2 separate regions of the Bombyx mori genome follow, and region 1 is linked to region 2. A link is a contact called in public Hi-C data. All regions are on one chromosome and are shown on one strand. Each heading gives the region's core, a stretch centred on a gene start, on an enhancer-like site or on the middle of the called end of the contact. The rest is flanking DNA. Distances are from core to core; before and after follow the strand shown. Region 1 holds the start of LOC134199506. Region 2 has its middle 5.9 kb from the start of LOC134199507.

The links. A called contact is a pair of places that touch in the nucleus more often than the background predicts.
Region 1: a Hi-C map of whole pupa shows a contact between it and region 2, with 4 times the contacts expected there. The contact joins the promoter of LOC134199506 here to the enhancer-like site in region 2. A contact is called at or near these places in 3 of 7 Hi-C or Micro-C datasets (midgut and whole pupa).

Annotation. Positions count from the first base shown.
Region 1 is chr10:7,836,726-7,842,880 of ASM3026992v2, forward strand. It overlaps LOC134199506, which reads left to right and starts at 1,971. Exons shown (of 2, transcript XM_062670562.1): 1 at 1,971-3,551; 2 at 4,964-6,155. The coding sequence starts at 2,382. The coding sequence ends at 5,203.
Region 2 is chr10:7,785,113-7,791,522 of ASM3026992v2, forward strand. No RefSeq gene overlaps it. Among protein-coding and RNA genes, the nearest start is that of LOC134199507, 5.9 kb to the left of the region's middle. Within about 2 kb of position 4,854, at least 7 of the 8 cell types and tissues checked have open chromatin away from gene starts, as enhancers often do.

The DNA of each region.
Region 1 (6,155 bases), core at 721-3,220, 49 kb after region 2:
TAGGCAGGGTGGTGGTACCTACCCGTGCGGACTCACAAGAGGTCCTGCCACTAGTAATTACGCAAATTATAATTTTGCGGGTTTGATTTTTATTACACGATGTTATTCCTTCACCGGGGATGTCAATCGTGAGAATTTGTTGAGTACGTATTTCATTAGAAAAATGGTATAAACCCGCATGGGCAGCGAAACAATAGGGGCCATTTTATAAGCCGTCCTAAAGGGATGAAACGAGTTTGAAACTGTGGAAAATCTCCTTAGTTACATTGTATTGTACATGTAACTAATATTTGAGATCTTAGAACTTATATCTCAAGGTGGGTGGCGCATTTACGTTGTAGATGTCAATGGGCTCCAGTAACCACTCATCACCAGGTGGGCTGTGAGCTGGTCCACCCATATAAGCAATAAATAAAAAACCTCCTGACAGAAATGCAATATAAGCAACGTTCCATTCATTCCGATTTTCATTGCCTAAGGAAGCGCAATAAAGTCATGGAGATCATATTATGTAGTAAACGTAATATTAATGTTATGGCTTAACTTAAAACAATGCTTATTGGTCAAAGGAGGTATTAAATTTTAAATTGAAAAAAAACAGAGTTAACGTCAATATACGATAAATGGCGGTGTTTTGGTTCCCAAGCTTTCTCTCAAGGAGGCTCTCTGTACCCACTCTTGTGCATTTTCTATATGAATGACGTCCCCAGGCCACTGTAGACACATTTAACCCTCTACCCTGTAATGTGATGACACTACCTATTGTTCGAGTAAGAACAAATCCTTAATCGCGAAGAAAATTCGTTATAAGGTGATACAATACAAAAGCCGTCTTTGTCTATCCCGTATAAGCGTCTAAAGCGACCCGCGTCAACAGGAATTCCATTTAAAATACTTATAATCCCTTGTTTATTATATTTCCGACACTGGAAATGGTCCTCTTACATCTACAAAAATGTCATACTTTAACACTAGTGGTATATATATATACGTCGTCGCCATGATCGAATATTCTCGAAGAGCGTAATATATCTTCAAAAGATATAGTCAAACAGTTAATAATTTTTTTTATTTCTATATGCTAATCTAGCAGTTGAAGAAGTCTTGAACAGTTTTGACATTTTAATAAATTGTGAGAAACTTAAATTATCGTCAAGTGCTTAATTTATTATTAACAATTGACAAGAAAAGGAAAGATGCTTTTTACTCTTGAAATGTAATCTAAAAATACCTCACATGTATTATTACAATACATTTCATAAAAGCTGCTCACGGCGCTAAACCTGGGAGGTCTTCTTAATACTTACAAAGAGCAGTGCTTTGCTGAATCTACCACAGGATCAGAATCGGGACCCATTGAGAAGATCCGGTGAGAAACTCAGTGGGTTGTGTTTATACACACCAAGAAGCAATGTTTAAATATTTTGTAAGAAAACTCATTCGAATACGAAGAAAAAATGACATACTACCCTAATATTCCATTAATGTAATTGTAGGATACAGCCGTTAATAGACGGCCTTTTAAGTCAGCGTATATTTTGTCTTTTTTACGAGAATAATCCACTTATTACTCCTCCATAATGAGATAGACTATTAAGGTACACAGAAATAAGTTAAAAAGTGTCATTAATATGTGCTTACTCGAATTAGTTAATAGTGAAATATATTTTTTTATGTACAATAATGTAATTAATACCTTGTTGTAATCAAGGGATCACATCGGATCGCACCAGTGGAAGGCCACTGATTCCTTCGAGCATGTGACAATGTTATATCAGTGCTAAAATGTAGATTAGGATCTCTTTATAACACGTGTGCGGGTTTTATTGTCTAATCAGGATTTTAATCCAGAATATCTTTTGTAGTTTTTTTTTCTTGTAATTTACTAGAACTATTGATTGACACATTACTTTTATCTGTCATCATCACTAGTGCAGCCAACTAAAATTCTAATTAGATTCTATAACGGAACGTAATTTCCGAACGTGCGATACCGCCCCCGCCGCCGCCTTACCGCCCGCTGAGACAGAGCTCTCTGAGCGCGAAAACACACGCCCTCAGCGCGCGCGACGACGACCAGTAAGATATTGCGAGTCTTAGTGTAACTGTTCGATTCTCAACTCATTTTGTATTTTGTTAGTTATTGTGTCGCTTTTTATATTAAAACCTCATACCAAATCAGTGTAAACATTATTTATATATCATCTTCGCCAACAGCCCGGAACAACGAACTCACGAAAACTCACAAAAGCCCGCCAGTCGGACTTGTAGTGTTAAAAATGGCGCCCGAACGTTTAGCTGTGAAGTGATATATGAAAGTATTGTGCCTACATGAACGATTTGTGTTTTCCTGACTTTACCGACTAAACCGTCGTTAAATAATGCCGCCGAAGAAGATGCCCAATTCCGAGGAGCGCGACGCGAGAGCCGCGTCGCCGCCCCACGCGCCGTCGAGTGACGCGCCGCCCGCCAGTGTTTGCTTCCGCCCGGAAGACATCACCATGCTGATCGACACCCTTCAACGAACGCAGCTAGACGCGTTCCGGGAGCTGTTAGATAGCGTCAGGCAGTCGGCGACTCCTACATTCGACCATCGGCCCGCCAACAACTTCAGCCGCTGCAAATCTGTATTCAGCGGACGCGCAGACGAGTCAGTAGAAGGTTTTATCGACGCAATAGAATCGTACAGAGACGCCGCCAATGTTCCCGATGACGTAGCCGTAAAAGGCATCTCCATGTTGCTTACACACACCGCCGCTACCTGGTGGCAGGGTATCAAGCATCAAGTTTCTACATGGGAAGACGTCATCTCAAATCTACGAAGTGCTTTTGGTGATCGCCGCCCACCCCACAGAATTTATGTCGACCTATTCGCAGACGGCCAGCAGCCTATGGAGAAAACCGATCTGTTTGTCGCCAGGGCTCGAGCACTCCTCGCGAAGCTACCTCGAGGCGACCTATGTGAAAAAGTGGAGCTTGATATGATATACGGATTACTGCATCATAAAATTCGTAAACGCCTTCGTAGAGAGGAAATCACCAGTTTCAATGTTCTCCTGCAAAAAGCACGAAGTATTGAGGATTCTACGAAAGAAGCGCATACTTCAAACGCCGTCGCCGAGACATCAAAGGGTGCCGCCGCCGCCCGCGCTCGACTCGAGCCGCCGCGGCCTGCAACGCAGCGTGTACCTACGGCCGCTGTAGAAGTTTCCCCGCGCCAACGTTCGTCAGGCGATAACGCCGACGCCACTCCGACCGCCGAAAAACCCGAGAAACGTCGATACTGTGTTTATTGTAAAAGTTACGGTCATACGCGTGATCAGTGTCGTAAATTGTTATTAAAACAAACCGCGAATGACAGTAACGATAACGTAGTTAGTAAAGTAAATAATATTAAATGTTACGGTTGCGGCGCGAGCGGAGTCATACGTTCTAATTGTTCCAAATGTAGTTCAAATTTTAGCGCGGTCGATTTTATTCAAATACCGCGAACGCGATCGCGAGGTACAACGACCGCTGAGACATCAGCTGTTGGTAAGCCGTCCGCCCAGGTGAGTAATTTGGCAAGTTTACCTATGGTTTTTACTGGGGCTGTACCTGACTTGTTTTTATCCAGTAGTGTTCATACCGAGCGCCCAAATTATGTTAATTCATCGCTACACACTGCTCAGATAAGTTTGGTATCATGTAATAATGTAAGTACACCCCCCGTAAATAATAATTTTGCCCGTAAATGTAATGTAAACTCGTCCCATAAACGTGTTGATAAACAAATTGTTTCAAATTTGCCGCGTTCCGATGATACGCCTTTGTTTACATACTTATCTCGTCCTGTTAAGCAGGGGGAGTGTTTTAACCGCACTCATGTACCTAGCGAATTGAAATCAGTATCTCCTAGGGAATTTTGTGTTAATCAGTGCGTCGTAAATAATAGACATAAATGGAAAACGAAACGTTCTCGTCAGTGTCCATCACGTGGTCCGTTACCAACTAGGGCGACCATGATTTTTTCAGGACAAAACCAGAAATTCGATAATAAAAGTAGGGTGACCAAAATTTTTTCAGGACACAACCTGGAAAGTTGTGCACCGGTTAAAGGGACCACAAATTTTAATTGTGATAGTTTTGTCACCTTTTCGTCTGTAACTTCTTCGCAAAATGGCAACGCGCGACGACCTATTTTAGGTATAGAGATTTTAGGAATCCGAGGTAGGGGTTTAATCGACACCGCAGCCAAGCGAACTGTTGCCGGTTCTTCGCTCTACACCCTACTGCAACAGCACAATCAACCTTTTGTGCGTAGTTCTATGCGTGTTAAGCTCGCCGATGGTTCAATGCAAACACGACAAATGCTGACAACGACACTTGACGTGAAGTTATTACCGTGTAAAGTTATTCCCATGGAATTTGTCGTATTTCCGGACGCCCAGGATAATGACACATTATTGGGTGTAGACTTTTTAGTAGCAGCTGGTTTAGCCATCGACTTCCATACTTCGACATGGCGCTACCATGGTTCTGAACGAGTTTTTCCATTGGAGTTCGAGTACCCTAGTGACCTCACGCCTTGTTCTGCTGCTGATTTCTTAAGAGAAGACGAGGGAACTATGCTGTGTCCTCCAGAGCGTTAACCGCCTAGCTTCTTTTCTGCAGTGCAACGAGGATGTCTTCAGACCAGGGGGAGCCCCAATGCCTTACGCTGAACATCATCAGGATGATAGGAAGTAGCAAACCGACAAAATTCAGTTCTCTGGTCCCAGTTACCAAGTAGGTGATCTAGTCCTTCTCTCTACGCACTTGTTAAGTGATGCCGCCAAAGGTAGAACGAAGAAGTTCATGCCTAAGCGTGACGGACCCTACCAGATTAGTAATATCGTTAGTCCTACTACCTATGAGGTTACTGATTTGAATTCGCAGGTTTTAGGGAAATTTCATGTTTCTGTATCGTAATCAAACCGGTCAGGTCTCAGCTCCAGTACAGCCTCGACGCCTGCGTGGACGGCCCCGTCTTGTTGTTTCTGCCGAGCCACTAACGAGGCGTTCTAGTGACTCGGAGGGGGAGGATATAACGGAACGTAATTTCCGAACGTGCGATACCGCCCCCGCCGCCGCCTTACCGCCCGCTGAGACAGAGCTCTCTGAGCGCGAAAACACACGCCCTCAGCGCGCGCGACGACGACCAGTAAGATATTGCGAGTCTTAGTGTAACTGTTCGATTCTCAACTCATTTTGTATTTTGTTAGTTATTGTGTCGCTTTTTATATTAAAACCTCATACCAAATCAGTGTAAACATTATTTATATATCATCTTCGCCAACAGCCCGGAACAACGAACTCACGAAAACTCACAAAAGCCCGCCAGTCGGACTTGTAGTGTTAAAATTCTTAATTCGAAAACCCTTAATTGCCGCTCTAATGCTTATTTTATTATACCTATAAACTGTATCGGTTGTCTTTACATAGGAAAAATTGAATACGTGAAACATTTAAGTTAATAATAGACAATGATTATTACTGTTGAATGTTAAAAATTTGAAAGTATTATTTCGTGATATTTTAATGCTATGCCTAAATTTTCATGTCTATTATTCGTGAATCAGTGTTGTGAAATTTACTATTATCTCAATTTACAGAACATTAAATCTATGTATGTTATTAGGTGTTCATTTATTTTAGAAAAAAAAGGAATGAAACATCCTCGAGATTTGACTTTAAAACTGTTTGTAAACCCGTCACTTGCGACAAAGGGCTCGACGAGTATATGAACCCTCAGACACAGCCCACAGTTTCTCGCCGGATTTTCTGAGTGGGTCGCGTTTCCGATCCGGTGGTAGATTCTGCGAAGCACGGCTCTTACTAGGGTTCGTGTTAGCAACGTCGTCAGGTTTGAGCCCCGTGAGCTCACCTACTAGTTAAGGTTACGCTGATATAGCCTCTCAAGGCTCTCAGCTTAGGTAGGAAAAAAAAAAGTTTGTAAACCTAATTAAATCTTGTCAAAATTCACCGTTTCTAATTTTATTTACAAACAATGAATATTTTTTTATAAATTTAAAAATATTATTCATTCTCTAGAATAATCTGCTTCGAAACGGTAACGTTCGTTCGAAAGCGTAGCCCTCGACCGTCCTGGGTCGACGACCCCACGCCCTTCAATC
Region 2 (6,410 bases), core at 3,604-6,103:
TCACTTTTTTCCCGCGTTCTGGAATCACTTGTCATCGATTGCAATAGATAAACCATCGACATTAAGTTGTTGATTAATTTCTAGTTGCTTCTCACAGCATTATTTTTATTGTGTAAGTATTACCTAAACACCTAACGTAGTATGGGTAAGTCCATAGTTTTAGATGTTACCTATGATTTGATCAGCATCATTTCAATGCAAAGACGTATATTTCTCAAAAGATCACTATACACGAGCATACAGAGAAACACATTAGGTACTAATAAAAATTACAGCCAACAAGAGTAGACTGTTATTTGGTGACACAAAAAATAGCTTCAGAAACTCTAGGGAATTTCATTTTCAAACATAAATGTAACACAAAACCGTCCGTACATATGAAATAACTTGCCCAGATTAATTGATTCATCAACGCTTAGGCCACACTGCAGATGCTGAAATTTTGACTGTCCGTTCCTACATATCTAGCAATGTAAGGTTACGTCATATTTATATCATATTCTTCCAACAGCGGATTGGTCACTAATTTTATATTTTGGACAACATGAAAATGAAAAAATATGTATATTGGATTGGATACATACTTTATATAGTAAAAAACAAACAAAGCAGACAAAAAAAATTAATATCCATAGATTAATTACCAACGAATTATTTAGTGTTGCATTTCTTTTTCGTTGTCTTCTCTCTTCTTCTTTCTTTATTTTAGTTTTTTTCTAGTAGTGTCACCCATTTCTGACTTGTTCGCTAGGTCATTAGGTTTTTAGTTTGAAATCAATTAAAAATTCCAACGGACAGACACTATCCCAAGCCACCTTATAAAAACGCAACGTAATCTCTGTTTTCATTGCATTAAGATTTAAATAATCAATTTTATTGTTTTCTGATTCAGTTCCAAACTTGTGTTTCGTTGTAATTAGAAAAATTAACAATTGGCTTTTCGCTATTTGTTGTAAACAGTATGTTTATTTATAAACAATATGGCGGTAAAAATATTTTTATGCGGATTCTGATGCTGTACCTTTAGTCTTCGATCTGTATCCACAGCCTATTAGTTTTACACAGCTCATTTGTAAGAAAATTAATTGTCCGTGGAAATTATTGATACTTACATTGATAAAATAGACATAAAGCAGATTAATGCCACAATCATATTAACTGGTAATTAAGTTTTGAGAAAGAATTTCCTACAGTAAATCTGTCCAGGTCTTCGTCGGCGAATGGGTACACAAGGATACCTTACCGCTCCCACATTCCTTGAATTCATTTGTAGTAGCCGTATCCACTCCTCGACTACCTCCTTATTGCCCATGGCATCTAGTTTATTAATTATAGAGCGTATTTCTAGCACGCCACCGTGGGTACCATCGTCCTATCTTTTCCTGGCTTGAAGCATTGTGTTCCGACCTAAAGGGTTTTTTATATTTTTTTATTGCATATATGGGTGGACGAGCTCACAGCCCACCTGGTGTTAAGTGGTTCCCGGAGCCAATAGACATCTACAACGTAAATGCGCCACCCAGCTTGAATTAAAAGTTCTAAGGTCTCAGTATACTAACAACGGCTGCCCAACCCTTCAAAACGAAACGCATTACTGCTTCACGGCAGAACTAGGCGGGGTGGCGGTACCTACCCGTGCCGACTTACAAGAGGTCCTACCACCAGTAAAAATGTATATCTCTTTAACAATACTATAACATACACATCGTTTCTTTAGTGTACGGTGACATTAACTTAATTATGTCTATGGGCTACATAAAATAATAAGCATTCAAGTAGGGACTAGTTAGTAAAACTCATGCATATTATCGTTGTAAATATCGTCTGTATTCTCATATAAAGATTGCGTTGTAAACACACGTGTCAAGTCGTCGTGCGCATTACAGTGCAGGGTGCATGCGCGACCTTCAGCGTTGTACAAATGAGCGTGGCGGTCATGATGACGGGACGCTTATCACAATCATGCCTTTGCTTATCGTGAGCAGCATGACCACGTGCTGCTGACAATGCACAAATGTAGTAATGCTTCTGCATCTTATTACAATATCTAAGTATGAATGTTCTGTTCAATAATAATGTAAAGAAATTTTTATGTGAGCGACCAAGTTGAAAATGTGCCTCGAATGAAATTAATTAATGTAGGCGTTTCAAATTATATATAGGCGTTACGTACGCTGTTCGTTTTTTTTAACTAATAATTTATTTAGCACCGCACCGTTGTGATTGATCGATGAAATGAAAAAGCGACACTAAAAGCACATGTGCATTTGTAAGACAAAGCTTGCGAGAGATTGAGATGAAATATTTTTTTCTCCAATCAAATCTTTGGTAACTTAACGGACTATTTCCACTCCGCATGGATTGGTAGGTGAGCTCACGAGACTCGGCTTAAGAGGACTTATTAAGACTAGACCTAGCAAGAGCAGTGCTTTGGTCAATCTACCACCGGGTATAAATAGCGGCCCACTGAGGAGATTCGGGGAGAAACTTAGTGTGTTGTGTCTATAAGCTAGGTAGCATATTTTTTTTTTATGATTGAAAGATTACTGGTGGCCCCGAGGCCTTTCCAGTTTCACCAGGACAGGTGGGCGAGCAAAGGCTCAGCCAGGAGGGGTGGGATTTGCTAACAATAGCCCGAGCGCTTCCGAAGGAGACCTAACAGCTCGAGAGCAATAGCTTCGCGAATAAATCTACTACCGGATCGGAATCGCGACCCGCTGAGAAGATCCGGCGAGGTAGCATACTCTAAAGCTTTCATTTATACCGCGTGTGAACTGCACACGTGTGTTTTTTGGCAGATGATACTCTCGGTCCACCTGATGTCAAACAGTCGTCAATAGACACAGTTAATAGACGTTACAAAACGATTATCGCTCACCTTGAGACATAAGGTGGAAAGACATAAGGTTCCAAATAAATAAATGTAGCATCTGTCCCACTTTAAATTCAAACGCACGATAGTTTTGCTGCAGAAGTAGGTTCTTTTCGAGCAACCAACAACTCGAGTGTCAGCTAATCACCCAACATTTGTGGAATTTATTTTATTAAGTAGATGATATTATTCCTTAATTGTGAATGTCAATATCCAACACATATTTAGTATGTATCTGCTATATATATAAAAATTATTTGCTGTTCGTTAGTCTCGCTAAAACTCGAGAACGGCTGGACCGATTTGCCTAATTTTGGTCTTGAATTATTTGTGGAAGTCCAGAGAAGGTTTAAAAGGTACATAAATATGAAAATGCTCGGAATTAAATAAAATTCAGGACTTTTTTTTTATCGATTGAGGCACTACGAATTCTGCCGGGTCAGCTAGTTTTATTATAAAAATTGCTACCTGTTATTTGAATTTGATTGGTGTCTCAGTGGGTCCCATTACCCCACTTACGTTCCAAGAGCAGGCCTCTTTTAATACTTTATCATTTTGTGTAGTATAGTGCATATGTGTAAGGTTGCGATAGGTCGTTTATTACGTGTGCATTAATCTTCGAAACCGTATTGAAAGACTTAAGCAACGATGTCAAGGCTATTATCCATAAGTAGCGCACCTGAATAATTAGTAATAATTAATGGTTATTGTAAATTATCATGCTTTAATCGCCTCTTTGGACTGTTGTTTAGTGGTCCCATTGGATTCGCGTTCGTTGACGGTATCTTATATCGGCATCTCGAGTCTTCTGGATCTGAATCGGCATCCTTGACATTGGGTTACAAATATCTACTGCTGTAAACTTTTTTTAAGTGAGACTTGATATGTAAATTAGAAGCCTGCAGTTTCAAACATTCTATTGGAGCGTCTCGATATTTCCCGTATTTGGAGCACGCAACGCATTTAAAACTTATCCTCATTGCAACGAAGGTAGAAAGAACCACGAAAATTAATTTTCACATATAAATATTGAGTTAACATTTGAGTATAAGTTTTAAGTTTCGTAATAAAAATAAAATACGACTGCAGAACAAAGAATATCTATAGCGGAATCAGCGACTATTCGCTTTTAATACTCGCACGGTATCGCTGGATCATAAGCGAATTTTGATTACTACATGCAAAAACTAATCATATTCATTAAACCGACTGCACAGCCAAATCTCGTTTACAAAGCCCCACTACAAGGATTGATTACGATTCGACAAACCGAAAGTATTTTGGGCAAGTACTAGTTTATATATAGTTATTTATAACTACAGTTCTTTCTTTTCACACTGTATAATATTTGTAAGTGGTTGTTTGTTAGTGCATCAGATAATCTGTTGATATATCTACTATTGTCTTGATAGCTGTAAATGAAATATATTTAATATCTCTTTGGTTTAATACTAAGAACTATTAACTCAGATATTTTAAGACTCGTTGTGTACCATACGTTAAACGTTAAAAAGTCTTCGAAAATTATTCTGAAATGTTTCGTTTTATTTGTAAGGTTAGATGTGACTTCATTTTTATTACTGTTTCCTGTTACTCATTATCAATACGTTCCGAATGCAACGATTTTAATTTACACACACTACCCAATATGTATTCCAAAATAATAATAATTATGAAATCATAAATGAAGTGGAGGAATAGAGAAGCAAAAGCGAGGTCAGATCTAGATGTAATCGAGAAGATTCATATTGCAATAACTATCGGCGCGTATTTCTTAATTGATTTTTTTTATGTATTTAAATAATTAATTGCATATGATTGCTACTGATTGAAATAGTATAAGGTTAGGCAGGAAAGGGAGTCTATGTCAGATACGTTGAGCAGTGAGGGCGCCAGTGTCGCGGTCGTCTCAAGATCAAGGTCGCGCGGCAGACGTCGGCAAGGTCACCCGCCCCGCCGCCCCCCGCTGCTACCGCGCTCGCCTCTCGCGCGCGCAAATATTTGCGACCGTCTGTCCTCCGCGACCGATACGCCGAGGTCAGCCCGTCAACAGACCTTGAAGTAATATTATCCGACCTCTCCTGTTTGAAAGACGAGCCCGTATTTTTATCGGTCAATTCATTACTATAATATTTATTTATTGTTTATCTCATGTATGGTTAAAGGTAATATTTATTCAGATAAGTGACAACTAAATAGAAAAAAAAAACATTTAAGTAAAGGGCAGGAAACGAAAAAAGCTAGGTTCAAGGAATATAGGATAACTATTATAATTGTTTATATTTAAATATAAGGAAATGGTTAATTAATACATAATAACTACATACTGCGTACATACATAGTACTGCATTTACATCATCAGCGTAACCACGACCACTATGACAAGACCGACTAAGAAGAAAATATTAGTTAGAAGAAATTATTGTAAATACATATTATAGTATAGTGTCGGACGTCCCTATTAGTAAAGATGGACAGTCAAACCATAGTACCTATACCCAATTATCATTGTAACACAACATTAAAATTTCAACAGCTTTTCAGACTAGTTTTTCTAATCGGGTTTGATTGCTTTACGGCAGATATAGGCAAGATGTACCAAAATAATTAAGTACGCACTAAAATTTATTATCAGCTTAATAGATAATATTTTCAATTATTTACAAATCAAAGAAATAATAAGAAGAAACGTGTTCAATCAAGAATGAATCTAACAATCTTTCGAAATCAAAATTACAAAATTGACACATATGTAGTAGTAAAAATTGAGAAATAAAATATTTTTTTTTTATTGCTTAGATGGATGGACGAGCTCACAGCCCACCTGATGTTAAGTGGTTACTGGAGCCCATAGACATCTACAACGTAAATGCGCCACCCACCTCGAGTTTAAGGTCTCAGTATAGTTAATATTTTTATAAATTAGCTAATATTGAGGATTATAGTGGGATAAAGAATTTACGTAATTATATTATTATATCCACAGAAGTTTCCCAAGGAATATAATATCATTTAATAGGCGTTACTAAAAAGCTTTATCATGTACTTTTTAGTTCGTAAAAATATTACATAGCTTAGAAAATTTTTACACATCCGTAAACGTAATTGTACCAAATTATAATGGCTGTGAAAACATTTTTATAATTTATTAGTGTATTTATAAATAACTAAAAATGTTATCAGGTAATCCCGATAAAACTAGTAAAGCAATCATTATGAAAAAAAAACAAATTTGAAGTAATCCACTACACACTTAATTATTGATAAACGGAAATATGTATTGTGCTTGACAACCCGGAGCCTTTAAGGACTATGTGACCATATAGGGCTGCTTAAAGAGCGGAAATACAATAAAAGATTAAAATTTCCTATCTAAGGACTAAAGACATTATATTTACAGTACAGAAAGTTATATTCTCCATATCAAATAGGTATTTTAGAATATACAATAATTGCCTATTCCTCCTATATTTTTATTACAGGTGTTTAATGGTTTAAAAATATTGTTTAAAATCAATTTTAGTAGTAAATTTATTCA